Regions from separate parts of the Mus musculus genome. Here region 1 is linked to region 2. Evidence: chromatin contacts called from public Micro-C data. All regions are on one chromosome and are shown on one strand. Each heading gives the region's core, a stretch centred on a gene start, on an enhancer-like site or on the middle of the called end of the contact. The rest is flanking DNA. Distances are from core to core; before and after follow the strand shown. Region 1 holds the start of Strn (striatin, calmodulin binding protein). Region 2 holds the start of Crim1 (cysteine rich transmembrane BMP regulator 1 (chordin like)).

Region 1 (6,018 bases), core at 2,128-4,627, 540 kb before region 2:
CAGGGCCTTAAGTGTGTGTGTGTGTGTGTGTGTGTGTGTGTGTGTGTGTGTGTGTGTGTACAAATTTCATTTAGTCTTGTGAACTATATTATAAAAAGTTATGATTATTTAGTATATACCATAGGTAGGTATTATGGTAAACATTTAAATTCATTCTCCTATATGACCTCACACTGATTTTGTAAGACATGTGTTATGCTTTAATAAAGTTGACAGTCCTGCCTTCCATCCCCAGGAACCCACACACTAAAGGGAGAGAACTTACTCCATAAGTTATTCTCTGACCTCCACTCATGAGCAGCAAACACACACACACACACACACACACACACACACACACACACACATGTTTTAGAATCTAGCTCATATAGTAATACAGGATTCAGGGTCCTTATTAAAACAAAGAACCTTAAAACTTTAAAAAATGTACTGAGTTTTGTTAAACTACCAACAAAATATTACCACATGCAGATCTTTTAAAGTAAGTTTAATATCCTATTTTACTATAACTCTTAATATTTTGACTTATTGAATGTTATGTCCATGATATGAACCATCAATGCTATTTTGATTGTAAAGATGTACTCAAAAGCAAAGAAATTATTTGATAATAAAGTTTAAATAAGAATGAAAATGATTCTCTAGTATGTATCCATAGTAGTCCAGGATGTTGATACTTTTGGGAAGTATGTGAGTGTAGCATGTGTATGTGTGTGTGCATGTCTGAAATCCATGAGTGTAGCATGTGTATGTGTGTGTGCATGTCTGAAATCCATGAGTGTAGCATGTGTATGTGTGTGTGCATGTCTGAAATCCATTAGTGTAGCATGTATATGTGTGTGTGTGTGTGTCTGTCTGAAATCCATGAGTATTCCTTGATTAATCCCCAGCTCTATTTTATTTTTGTTTGTTTGTTTTTAAATAGAGTCAGGAATCTCTCACTGAACCTAGAGTTCATCTGTTTGGCCAGACTGGCTAGTCACTTATATCCATAAATTTACCTGTCTCTACTTTATATCCTGCCATCTCCCATTACTGAATTACAGGTCATTGCCTGCACCTCGCTTTTATGTGTGTGCTGTGGATTCAAACCCAGTTTCCCATGCTTAGATGGCAAGTACCTTATTGACTGAATCATCTACCCTGCCTTATTATCTATGCATTTAATTATGTTTTATAGTCTTTTGTGAATCAGTTTAAAGCCATTGTCTTGTCTGACATGTCTTCTGTTAGAGGAAAAAAACAGATTGTTTAACACCCAAGCTTATAAAAATTACTTAAATCGCTCAGATGAAAAAGTTCCAATCTTAGCCAGGTGGTGGCACACACTTCTTTAATCCTAGCACTTGGGAGATAGAGGCAGGTAGATCTCTGAGTTGGAGGCCAGCCTGGTCTTACAGAGCAAGTCCCAGGACAGCCAGGGCTACACAGAGAAACCCTGTCTCAAAAATCCAAGAAACAAAAAACAGAAAGAAAAGGATAGGGAAAAAAAAAAGAAAGGAAAAAAATTCTATTTATGTTTTCTTGGTTCTGATAGATATAAGAGTAGTCAGCATGTTTTTAATTAATTAAAATTAAATCAGATAGATAGAGAAATATATAACTAGCCCTGGCTGTCCTAGAACTCATGCTGTAGACCAGGCTGGTCTCAAACTCAGAAATCTGTTTCCCTCTGCTTGTCTCTTGTCTCTGGGCTGTGCCACCATGTCCAGCTTAATTTTTTTAAGGTTACTGGGCTAACAGGCAGGTAATCTGGGTGCTAGTTTTGGTAGTCATCTGTCATTCAAGGTCTCATTGAGGACAGTCTCAATTTCTTGAGCTGTGAATGAATCAGGCTGGATCTCAAAGAACATTTAGAGCCAAACTAATTTATGACACAAGGAATTTGGCCAGGCCTGGATCAACTTTTTATGATAATAAAGAATGAATTCACAAAGCAGAAACATTCAGTAACTGAGCAGAGGGCTTTGCCATCGCTCTTTGCAACCCGAGCAGAGACAATGTGTTTCCTGTCCTTTTCACAAGTTGCCATGGGAAGACCAGGGAACAGAGAGGACAGGGACAGGATGCCCTTCCCTTGCAAGTCACTCATCAGCTTGTATCTTGACTCTCTTTTTTTCTTTTTTCATGTCCACCAGATCAAAACAAAATTACAATTTTTTTTTGTTGGAGTGACAGATAAATAATTACTTAATTTCGTTTTCATTTCTTAAATGTTCTTCAGGCACATTCCTTTCTCCAGTTGGTGTAGTGTAAATTTATAATGATAATAGTTATCAGGGTACTCAGAGAGGGAAAACACTGGCAAACCACTTAGAAGGAAAGGATTTTAGTGTGCCTTTGGTGTAAAGATCAATTGCCCAAGAAATTAGGAAAGCGACAAGTGGGAAGGGGAGGTTCCCGGGTTCAGGAGTGCAATAGAGCAAAAAGGGACTTTGTTCCTTCTGATTGTAGCCCTTAGGGCTCTGTGACTCTATATGTATGTCAACCTCCTTTTGATGACAAGAACTGTGACATCTATCTTTATATTCCTGGCACGGAATATTACTGACAATAAAATACTTGTTCAAGCGAATTGAGTGAAAACTGCCGCAAAGATGGGGGGAAAAATGAGATTGGACAGGCAGCACTTCTTTATTACTGGAGATCTAAAACTTTGGCAGAATTTACAAGCAGGATTAGCACAGAGAAAGGGACTTTTAATACTAATATTTCAGACCAAGTGTTAAACTGGAAATTAGAAAAAGCCCTCATGGCAAATGTCGAACCTTAGCAGAAAGAGAGAAGACCAGAGTTCCTCCTCCTAAGGGAAAACTGGTCTGTTAACAAGCACTGAGCCCCTCTGGGGATGAATGGTAGGCTCGATGGCAAGCCGTGGTCCAGGGGTGTCGAGGCTTTGATGAACCCCGAAAAGGGCGACGAGGGGGCAGACGACCGGATGGCTTGCCCAGCGCCTATTTCTTAACAAAACGACCAGGAAGCCCTAAACTAAGTGGAGCTAGGGCTGGTACTTGGCGTGATAACTTCCGCGTGCGAATATGCAACAGGGAGCGCCGCTCGCGAACTTCCGCATGAAGGGAGCCTGCGGCGGCGCGACCCGAGGGGCATCGGCTGGCCGCACTGCCGAAGAGGAAACCCGCGGAGCCGTCAGGGGAGGGCGTGGCGAGGAAAGGGCGTGGCTTCGGTCCGGCCTCCGAGAGGCGCAGGCCTACAGGCAAGCGGGGTTCGCCACGCCCCGGGACTACATTTCCCGGCAAGCCCCGCGGGCCGCAGTTGACCCACTTCCCGGCCCGTCACGGGCTCGCCCGGCCCCCGCGCCCGGGCGGCTGCTCCCTGCTGACTGGGGTGTGGGCGGGGAGCGGCGGAGGGAGGAGGCAGAGCTGGCCGCCGCAGTTTGCCGCCGCTGCTGGGCGCCTAGGCAGAGAGCTCCCCGGGGTTCGTGCGGCCGCCATGGACGAGCAGGCGGGGCCCGGCGTCTTCTTCAGCAACAACCACCCGGGAGCTGGCGGTGCTAAGGGGCTCGGGCCTCTGGCGGAGGCTGCAGCGGCCGGAGACGGAGCGGCTGCGGCGGGGGCGGCCCGAGCTCAGTACAGCCTCCCGGGGATCTTGCACTTCCTGCAGCACGAATGGGCCCGCTTCGAGGTGGAGAGAGCCCAGTGGGAGGTGGAGCGGGCGGAGCTGCAGGTAAAGACCCTCCCGGCCTGGCGGTCCTCATCCCGCCTCTTCTCTCTCTTCAGCCCCGCCCCAGACCCTTCGCCCCCTCCCCCAGCCCGCTCGCGCCCCCTCCCCCTTGCCTTGCGCCCATCACTTCCAGAATCTCATCCCCCTTCCTCCAGTCACCTTTGACTTTTTTTTGCTGATCCCACTTCCTTGAGCCTGTTTTCCCACTCCTTCTGATCCATTTACCCTCCCGGCGGCTGTTTTCCCCACTCTCAACTCCGGTGCTTATTCCTACTGGTTTGCCATGCCACATTTTGGGGTTGTCTGTCCCTTTCGGTTTACTGATTGGGTTGACAGTAGTTTTGAGAGACTCCGAGCAGATCATCCTGGCTCAACCTGACGCACCCTAGGTCTAGAGACGTTCCTCGCAGAAGGGTTTGGCAGTTGTCTATCGCTCACTCTGCAAGGAAGGTGACCAGAGAAAGCAACACAAGTTGTATCAGTGAGGCCTTGGCTTTCCTCGAGAAACTGATGTTACTAGCAGTGTCAGCTCCAGTTTTATGTCTGAAAATGTTTCCCTGTCTGCCCTTTGACCCCATCCCGCATTCGCGTTTGGGTTAGACTCATAGGTTTCAGTGAAGGATTTGATTGATGGGAGTCAGAAAATGGGCAGAGGTGGGACATCTTTTCACAGAATCTCAAACTTCCCAAGAGTTGATTTGTATGTCCAGAGCTTAAAAGGAACTAAAGGGGCTTCAGGGCTACGTTGCCCCCTTGCATAACCTGCCAGATAAAGCATGCTTATCTGAGAGGAGCTCTTGTGCGCCAGAGAAGCATGAAAGGTTGGTAACTCACTGGTCACTCTGAGTTGGTAAGTAGGTTTACTGTGACTGTTTATAAAACTTCCAACACATACACTAATTTCCAGAGGAACTCAAAGAGCTGTGAATTGTGCCTCTCTGTTTTATGGGCTAAATCTGTATGCTTATGAAATTTGAGTACAGTTTTAGTTTGTTTGCGAAGCACTCGAAGTGTGTTTCTTTTTTGGTTTTTGGTGGTTTTTTTTTTTTTTGGCACAAAATATGAAGAGAAAGAAACACTGAAGAGACTCGCTTGTAGAAGCGTACTGCTTTGAGAGATTGATGTGGCCACAGAAGGAGCAAACAGGCAAGGTTATGGTAAATAAGTCTCTGATAAAGGCTGGGCTTGAGTCCGGCTCTGTGACCTTGAGGGGATTCTGTGACCTCTCTGGGCTTCAGTTTCAACCCTTACTTATTCAGCACAGGTTCAGGGCTCAGTGAATGCCTGCCTTGTGTATCCAGACTCCGATTAACGAAACCTGCCCCCCTCATGGAGTTTCTGTTTTAATGAGAAGGCGGACAGTCAGTGGATAGAGCTGTGTGAACTAGCCCACGGTTATGTCTATCTCCGATGAAACTTAGGAATACAGGAGTGTAACCAACTTCGGGGCGGTGGGTAGGGCAATTGAATGAAGTCAGGTAGTGGCCTGTATGGTTTCTTACGTTTCTGCAGTTACATGGCTTGTATTCTTTGCTGACTTTCTCATCCCTACTGTTAGGTATGAGTCTATTTGATATTTGTAAGTCTTCCTGTGGTGACTGATCTTGTACTCAACCCAGTGACTTGAGAGTACGCAGAAATGGTCAGACATTTACCTGTCGTTACTGGCAACGCATTCTGTAAATGTGCTTATGGAGTTCAGGTCCAAGGGACTACTGCATGAGAGCTAACTCCATGCATGGTTGCTGCAAGTGATTTTTGTTTGTTTCTGTTTAAATTTTAGCATATTTTATAGTTTAGGGACTATAAAACAAATGACTCTAATCTGGTTAAAAACAAGCAATAAAATAATGTTTGCCTGAGCCGCGCATGGTGGCGCATGCCTTTAATCCCAGCACTTGGGAGGCAGAGGCAGGCGAATTTCTGAGTTCGAGGCCAGCCTGGTCTACAAAGTGAGTTCCAGGACAGCCAGGGCTACACAGAGAAACCCTGTCTCAAAAAAACCAAAAAAAAAAAAAAAAAAAAGTTTGCCTTCCTATGTGTAGATGTATGAGGATCTACAGACTAGCCTATGTTCATTCATTCTATTCTCTGAGGCTTAGAGTTTACAATTTATGTGTACATTTAACTAGTCTTTAATTTTTATACACACATCCAAATTAACTTCAGGTAAGTTTCATATTTTTCTTTACGATAAGGACACTACTTAATTTTAAAATCTTTTGATTTATGTTCCAGAGAAAGTTAGAAAAAAAATCATAGACTATTTTGTAAATATAATAAATACTATTATTATTGCAGGGTTTATATGTATGGTCTCTGTATCATTAACAGAAT
Region 2 (6,817 bases), core at 2,704-5,203:
TGCCTCCAAAGGGCCAGGAGGCACTGTTCAAGACTGAGAAACGACAGAGAGCTGGTGAACTGGCTCCATTCTCCATCCTTCAAGTATGCATAGTCACTAACGGCCTCAATACAGGGGAGACACCCTAGTGAGCACGCCACTTGATTCACAATTCCAGTTGTTTAGAAATTAATTTTTTTCCTTCAGGGTTCTTCTTGTGGGTTAGGATTGTTGATCTATTTTTAGGGATCACTGTGCCATAAAAACCTGAAACAAAAAGACTAAATTTGGGCTCCATTCTGATCCAACTCATTCTGTGAACTGTGTTTAAAACACCACCACCCCCTTGCCCCAAGACAGTCAGTATGGAAATAACAAACCTGTCTGCAAGTTGGCAAACAGTAATATAAATCTGCACTTAAGTCGCATCTTCAAAAGCAGGCGGATTAGTCCTATTTTATACCATGATACTATGTTTTCTCAGGGTAGCAAACTAAATAAGCTTTCAAAAGAGTTTTCATTAACAGATACAACCAGTAGGGGTCATTTCAGCGCAAAAAATGCAGCGCAAGAGACTTTCTACATGAATAAAATATATCCATCCCTATTCATGTGTTATGATAACAATACACACGAATTTCTGAATAAAAATGGAAACTGAGGGAAGCACTGGCCATTGAGAAATTTTATGCAAAGTTACAGAAAAAAAAAAAAGAAAGAAAGAAAATCTGGGGGGGTACCTTCTAGAAATCGGTGACTCTTGAAGATTCCTCTAGTGCTGCAAAGGGTTGTCAGCTAACTTACGTGGTCCATGCATTTTACAGTAACGTGAAGATATCTGACATTTTAGACCGCTGAAGAAAGACCTCTCCAAATGTAAGCATTACATCATGCCAAAAATTGTTGTCCTTTTTTTCTTAGTCTCGTGGCTTTAAGATTTTTACTGCTGCTTTTGGTGAAGGAAGGAAGAAGGAAGAGAGGAAGGGAAAGAGTCAAGGAAGGAATTAAGGAAGGAAGGAAGGAGGAAGGACGGAGGGGAGGAGGGAGGGAGAGGAGAAGGGAGGGAAGGAGGGAGGGGGGAGCGGGATGTGCCCATAGCATTCAGCTGAAAACAGGCCTGCTAACTGAAATGTGTTTCCAGAAAGCACTAATTGAAATACACTCATGTCAAGAAACACTTCCAAGCATTTTCAAGGCCAACACTTTGTGCACCTGGTGTTACCAGGAGAAAGGCAGGCATGAGGGATGCATCATTTCAGAGGAATGACAGGCTCCCTAACAAAGTGCCAAAATCATGCTGTACTGTGACATGGGGCGTTGCTGCCAAAACACTTGATTACTGTAAATGTTCCCCCAAGCATTCCCTTCACCAGGAACACATGAAAAAACAAACAAGGGTCACCCTCTCCTGAGCCTCCCAAAGCCCTTCTCACTGCCCCGCAGTTTCTACTGCATTTAACCATGTCCCTCCCAGTTCTTTACGAATCTATAGGAGTCTGAGGCAAGTTAGGCGCTCCACATGGCAGGTTACAGAGAAGCATCTTTCAGCCTAAGTTATTCAGAATGCCTTAAGTCAAAGCATGTGAAAGTCTATCAGTCTGTCTGATGATCATTTTCCCTGAGCTGAGAAAAAAACCCACGTTGTTGTCAAAGGAGACCAGGAGGGCCTTTTTTCTGTGTCAGGAAAATTAGGTCCTGCAGGCTCTATGCTAAAGGAGCATATCCTCACCCCACCCCCACCCCACCCCCCTGTCCCCCCAGTGCCGCCATCCCCCCTGCACACTCATTACTGCCCACTAGCTTCCAAACCAGGAAGGCTTCCCCGATTATTCCACAACTGTCCAAAACCTTAAAACCACACGCAAAAATAAATGCATGTGTGTTTAAAGAGTTACCACAGTACTGAAGCCATTTAATACAGCCACCTTTGTCCTTTCCAGCATCTCAGTTCGACACACATCACACACACACACACACACACACACACACACACACACACACACACACACGAGGATACTTCAGGATACACCAGTGTCCTGTCCCAGGGGCTGGTTAACAGCAGTAAAGGCAGAGAGCAGTTGTCTTTTCTTACAAGTGAGCCCTAATCCCTGGCAAGATACCGGGAACAGCATCGAGGAGCCCAAATGTTTGATCTCTAGGAAGACAAGGACCCCACTTTTAACAGACAATCCAGTCCATTGTCAAAATAAAAGAACTCACTATTTCTCTCTAGACCTCAGACCTAATCGGGCACCTTGAGGCAGAAGTAGAGCCATGTGCTGATGGAGGCCCACCGGGTCCAACAGTGCTTCCGAAACAGGGAGGCGCCACTATCAACGCCCCCGCCCTCAGTACATCTACACACAGCGGTGCATGATGCGCCACGGTGAAGCGAGCAGAGCAGAATCTGCTGTCAAACAAACAAAAAGACAACAGCACCAGCTCTAGAAACACGCAGAGGTTGGCTCTTGAAAGGAAACCTCTTGTAGTGAACCATAACTTTTTAATCCAGGTGCAGCCCCCACCCACCCCCTTCAGCCATCCAGAAGAGTAAGCCTTTGACCGTTTCCAATAGGCAAATAAATGAGTAATCGCCATGTGCAACTTCGCCTGGACTGACATACTCCGGAGCTGAAACTGATTTATTACGCGAAGGAGGAAGAAGGAGGTGAAGGAAGAGCGCAAAGAAAAAATAGTAAGAGTCACATAGGGAGTGCAGGCTGGAGCACAGGTCTACTCCGCTATCAGAAGCCGGCTGCGCGGACTGCGTACGCCCTCGGTGCCACACTGCGCTATGCGGGCAGGGCAGCAGGGGCGGACTCCCCGAGGGACTTGTGCGTGCCAGACTCCGCAGTGTGCCCCCGCACAGGGCACCCCTGCCTGGGGCGAGAAAGGCCACCCAGTGTAAGCCCTAATCACCGCACCTGTGTGTGTCTATGCGTGTTCGGAGCTCACCCACGCAACCCAACCTCGCCCGCCCCTGGGCAGGCATCTAGGGCACCCTCCAGGGGACAGCGACCGTCCCTCCTCCCCGGGAACCCTCTCTCCTCTGGGAAAAGTCTCAAGCAAACTTTGTTCCGCGCCCGCCAGGTGGGAGGGGGCGCGCAGCAGGGCAGCCGTACCTTCGCAGACGCCCACTTCGTACTCGGTGATGGAGTCGCCATTGAGCGGGGGGCGGATGACACAGCGCAGCCCCCGGTCGCAGGCTCCATGGAGCCCATAGGCTCCACCGCAGCTCTCGTTCCTCTGGCGGGCGCACATGTAGCAGCAGCCGCAGACGCCCTGCACGATGCTTCCTGGGCAGCTCCGAGGCTCCTCGCACTTGGACTCGTCACAGGGCAGGCAGACCAGCGCCCGGGTGCCTGAGCGCGCCAGCAGCAGCAGCAGCCCCAGCAGCGAGACCGAGAGGTGCCCGCAGCCGGCCAGCCCCCTGCCCCCCGCCACCAAGTACATCCTCCTGCGCCGCCGCCTCCTCCTCGCAGTCGGGCCGGGAGCGGGGCGGGCGCCCTCCCCTGCGCGGGGCACACGCGCCGCCGCCGCACCCGCAGCCCGCGGTCCTCGTGCCCCACTAGGGGCCCCCGGGGCGCTCCTCCCCTCGCGGGGCGAGGCCCCCGCCGCCCCTGCGGGCCGCGCCGACCCGGAGCCCACGAGCGTTGGCGCCAGCGGCAGCGGTGGCGGGTGGCTTCCCCTCCTCCTCCTTCTCCTCCCGGGCGGGAGGGGGAAAAGAGGAAAAAAAGTTTCCTCTCGGCAGCTCCGGTTCAACCCAAACTTCTGGCGGCGGCGGTGGCTGCGCACCGCTCCGAAGAAGGGCTGGTGGCTCCTTCTGGTCCTCCGCGCTGCTCCTGATTGCCGGGGAAAGACGACGGCAGCGCAGCCTCCGGGCCGGTCCCCGCCTCCCGAGCCGCCGAGTGGGCGCGGTGGCTCAGCAGAAGGTCCGTGGCGTCCGTTCCTTGTGCCCGGCTCGGCTCTCTCCCGCGCCGCTCCTCCGGGCGCTTGTTTATGGCTGGAGCCTCCGCCGCTCCGGCTGCGCCCTCCCCCATCCTACCTCATTCCCCCCCCCGCCCTCCCCGCGCCGCGCGCTGCTCATTGGCTGCCCCCCCACCCTCGGGCCGGCCGGCCCCCTCCCCTCCCCCTCGCCTCCCTCCGGGGCTGCCCCGGCCCTTCCTCCCTCCACGCCTCCTCCTCCTCCCCCTCTCCTTCCTCCGCAGCCCGGCACCGAGTCGGCCCTGCTGCCGATCATCCGGGCTCGGGGCCCGGCCCCGCGAGCGCGCTGCGGCCGGGGATCTGAGACAGTCGTAGCGACGCGAGCCCCCGCCGGCACCGGGCCACGAGGGCTAGCTTTGGAGCACCGGGGGCGGGACGGCTGCACCTCCGGGTGGTAGTTTTGAGTTCAGAGAGTGGCGGGGATCCTAGCCGGAGCTGTTGCTGCAGCCTAGGCTGGGCACTGGCCGGATCGAACCCCAGGAAAGGGAAGCGAACGCGTGGAATTTCCGCAAACTGGACGAGAATCCATCTTCCACTCGAGCTGGGAATAGACTTTGTAAAAGATATTATGTAATGGAGTCTTGGAAACCTGGAGACATCTCCAGGGAAACTGCTGGTGGGGTTGAATGCTTTAAATGGTCTAGGTAAATATTCTGAGCTGGGACAATGTTGGGGAGGGCTGCAGCTTGAATTTTAATGATCCACCTTCTGTATGTCTGTGTGGAGGTGCTGTATCATGGGAGGGGTGACTGGAAAGTAACAGAGCTTAATCCTCTCTGGAGTAAGGCTCAACACTAGATTACAAGTCTTGACATGACGCTAGGCTGGAAGAGCCTAGGCATCCTTACATGCCACCTGACTGTGCCGTTTTGTTTTGTTTTTTCAGGCTCGCGAGCTAAAGAGGCGTGTTTCCCTTTTCTTCCTCCCATTTTTCTTTCCTAAAAGATTTATCACGAATGTATTAATAAAGAAGATGGGTGGTAATATATTCTTTGTGGCGAGACATGAAACAACTGGAGAGGAGCTGTGCACATGTGGAGGATTTCTCCTCAATGATTTCAGAGATTCTCCCAGTGATAGCTCTGATCCCTCATCAGGAGAGAACCAGTGGCCCCGTCGATGTTTTCTCCGTGCCCCCTTACAGGAGTATAAATAAAACAGCCCAAGGAGGGAGGGGGGAGTGATTTGAATCATTATGTAAAACCCGCCTGGTGTTGGAGCAGGTGTGAAGTGGGCTTGGCTGCCTGTGCATGGTCTTGCTGCAGATAGGTGGCAGCTAGTTAGATCAGGAGCATCATGACTAATGAGCCAAAAGTTAATGGCACCAGTACAAGGAGAAAGGACACAAAGATGCCTTTGGAATTTTGTTTGTGGGACAGATTCATATTTCTGCAGAATATTATGGTTTATCTGTGGTAGTCATCATCATCAACAACAACAACAAAAAAGCCAAAGCCACCAGTGTAATATTCCCCTCTCCATCCCATTAGAAAACTATATACATTTATACTGAAGAGAGGAAATGTCTCGTTAATTATACTGATTGTTGGGGAAGGAGGGCTTAGGGAACCGTCAATATTGGAAAGGGGAGAACACCCCATTTTCTTGGGGCTTATAAGCTGCTGTTGAGGTGACGATTCTCCAGGCATTTGTGACACATTTTACATGGCCCTCTCTAAAAGGTCCTCGTACCCTGAAGCCCTATAAAAGTAAAGGGTGAAGTCATTTACAACTTGCTAGGTTTTCTTTTAGCAAAACCAAATATTGAAACACATAATAAATGTTCGTGTCTTGTTGCCCAACGAGGCACTAGTACTTCATAGTGGGATTTGCCAACAAACTGTCATCACTGGACCTTGTTAAAACATCCCTTCCAACCCCTGCAGAGGTTATCTGAACTTCTGTTCGAATGCAAGAATAAAGACTTTATTAAAAACATAAGCAGATAATGTTGTTAGACTCGGGAAAAGTCAAGGTCAGGAGAGAGAGAAGAGGCAGAAGTGCAAAGACAACACAGCTTGAGAGAGTGACCTCACCCTGTCTAAAGCACCATTCTTTGTGCTTTTTCCTTTTAGGGCAATACATTAAGAATTGGGAAATACCACAGATCTGGGAATAGACAAGCAACAAGATGGAGGCCTCTACCCATCCTTCTTGAGACTTTATAGTTAGAAAAACTTAGATAAATAAGTACAAGGTAAGAAAAATTAACAGGCTTAGAAAATACTAGCTCAAGAGAATGTAGACTCTATGTTTGCCATAGAGTTAAGTCATAGAAGAAAATAGGAATCTTGAGTACAGTAATTAGTGGCAAGGCTCTACCCGATTCTCCGAGACCCGTACGTGACCCGTACGTGAGCTAGGAGCTCAGTTAAAACATTTCTTTTCAGGAATCCAGCAAGATGTGAGGTGCCCACGAGCTGAGGCAATGCTAATCCATAAGGGATCCTGCTGTCTTTAAGGAAGGGGGTAGTTCAGCTTAGCATGATAGCTATTGGGTGCTGAGTGATAGAATAGGCTGGGAAAGGTTACATGGGCCCTAAAAGACACTTGAAAATGTAAGAATCAGAGCTTACATGAATGTGGTCTAATGTCTCTTTCTCTGAGCATATTCCCTTATTCTACAATAGTTCAAGTGCCTTTGGTTGTAGTGTTGATCTCCTTATAACACAACTATTAAGCAGCTCCAACCTCACTCAGTCAGCCCATTGGAGGGAGGCATGCTTAGGACAGGCATGAGTGGAAAAGGAGAGTTACATGCGAAAGGACACTTGGATATTTTCTCTGACCCATCGGGAGTCTTAGTAAACATCTCTAAACAAAGCAGATGACAGGCGTGTGGCTCAGTAACCTG

What was found. A called contact is a pair of places that touch in the nucleus more often than the background predicts.
Region 1: a contact with region 2 is called in a Micro-C map of embryonic stem cells, with 2.4 times the contacts expected there. The contact joins the promoter of Strn here to the promoter of Crim1 in region 2. A contact is called at or near these places in 3 of 39 promoter capture datasets (the SN4741 cell line, cranial neural crest and maxillary cranial neural crest), 6 of 484 Hi-C or Micro-C datasets (LSK cells, embryonic stem cells, granulocyte-monocyte progenitors and 1 more), 2 of 115 datasets of contacts at active chromatin or transcription factors (astrocytes and pancreatic cancer cells) and 1 of 9 other capture datasets (adipose tissue).

The regions. Positions count from the first base shown.
Region 1 is chr17:78,733,920-78,739,937 of GRCm38.p6, reverse strand. It overlaps Strn (striatin, calmodulin binding protein), which reads left to right and starts at 3,377. Exons shown (of 18, transcript NM_011500.3): 1 at 3,377-3,684. The coding sequence starts at 3,451.
Region 2 is chr17:78,197,384-78,204,200 of GRCm38.p6, reverse strand. It overlaps Crim1 (cysteine rich transmembrane BMP regulator 1 (chordin like)), which reads right to left and starts at 3,953. Exons shown (of 17, transcript NM_015800.3): 1 at 3,102-3,953. The coding sequence starts at 3,432. Gm32282 (predicted gene, 32282) reads left to right here and starts at 4,176. Exons shown (of 2, transcript NR_168063.1): 1 at 4,176-4,607; 2 at 4,850-4,951.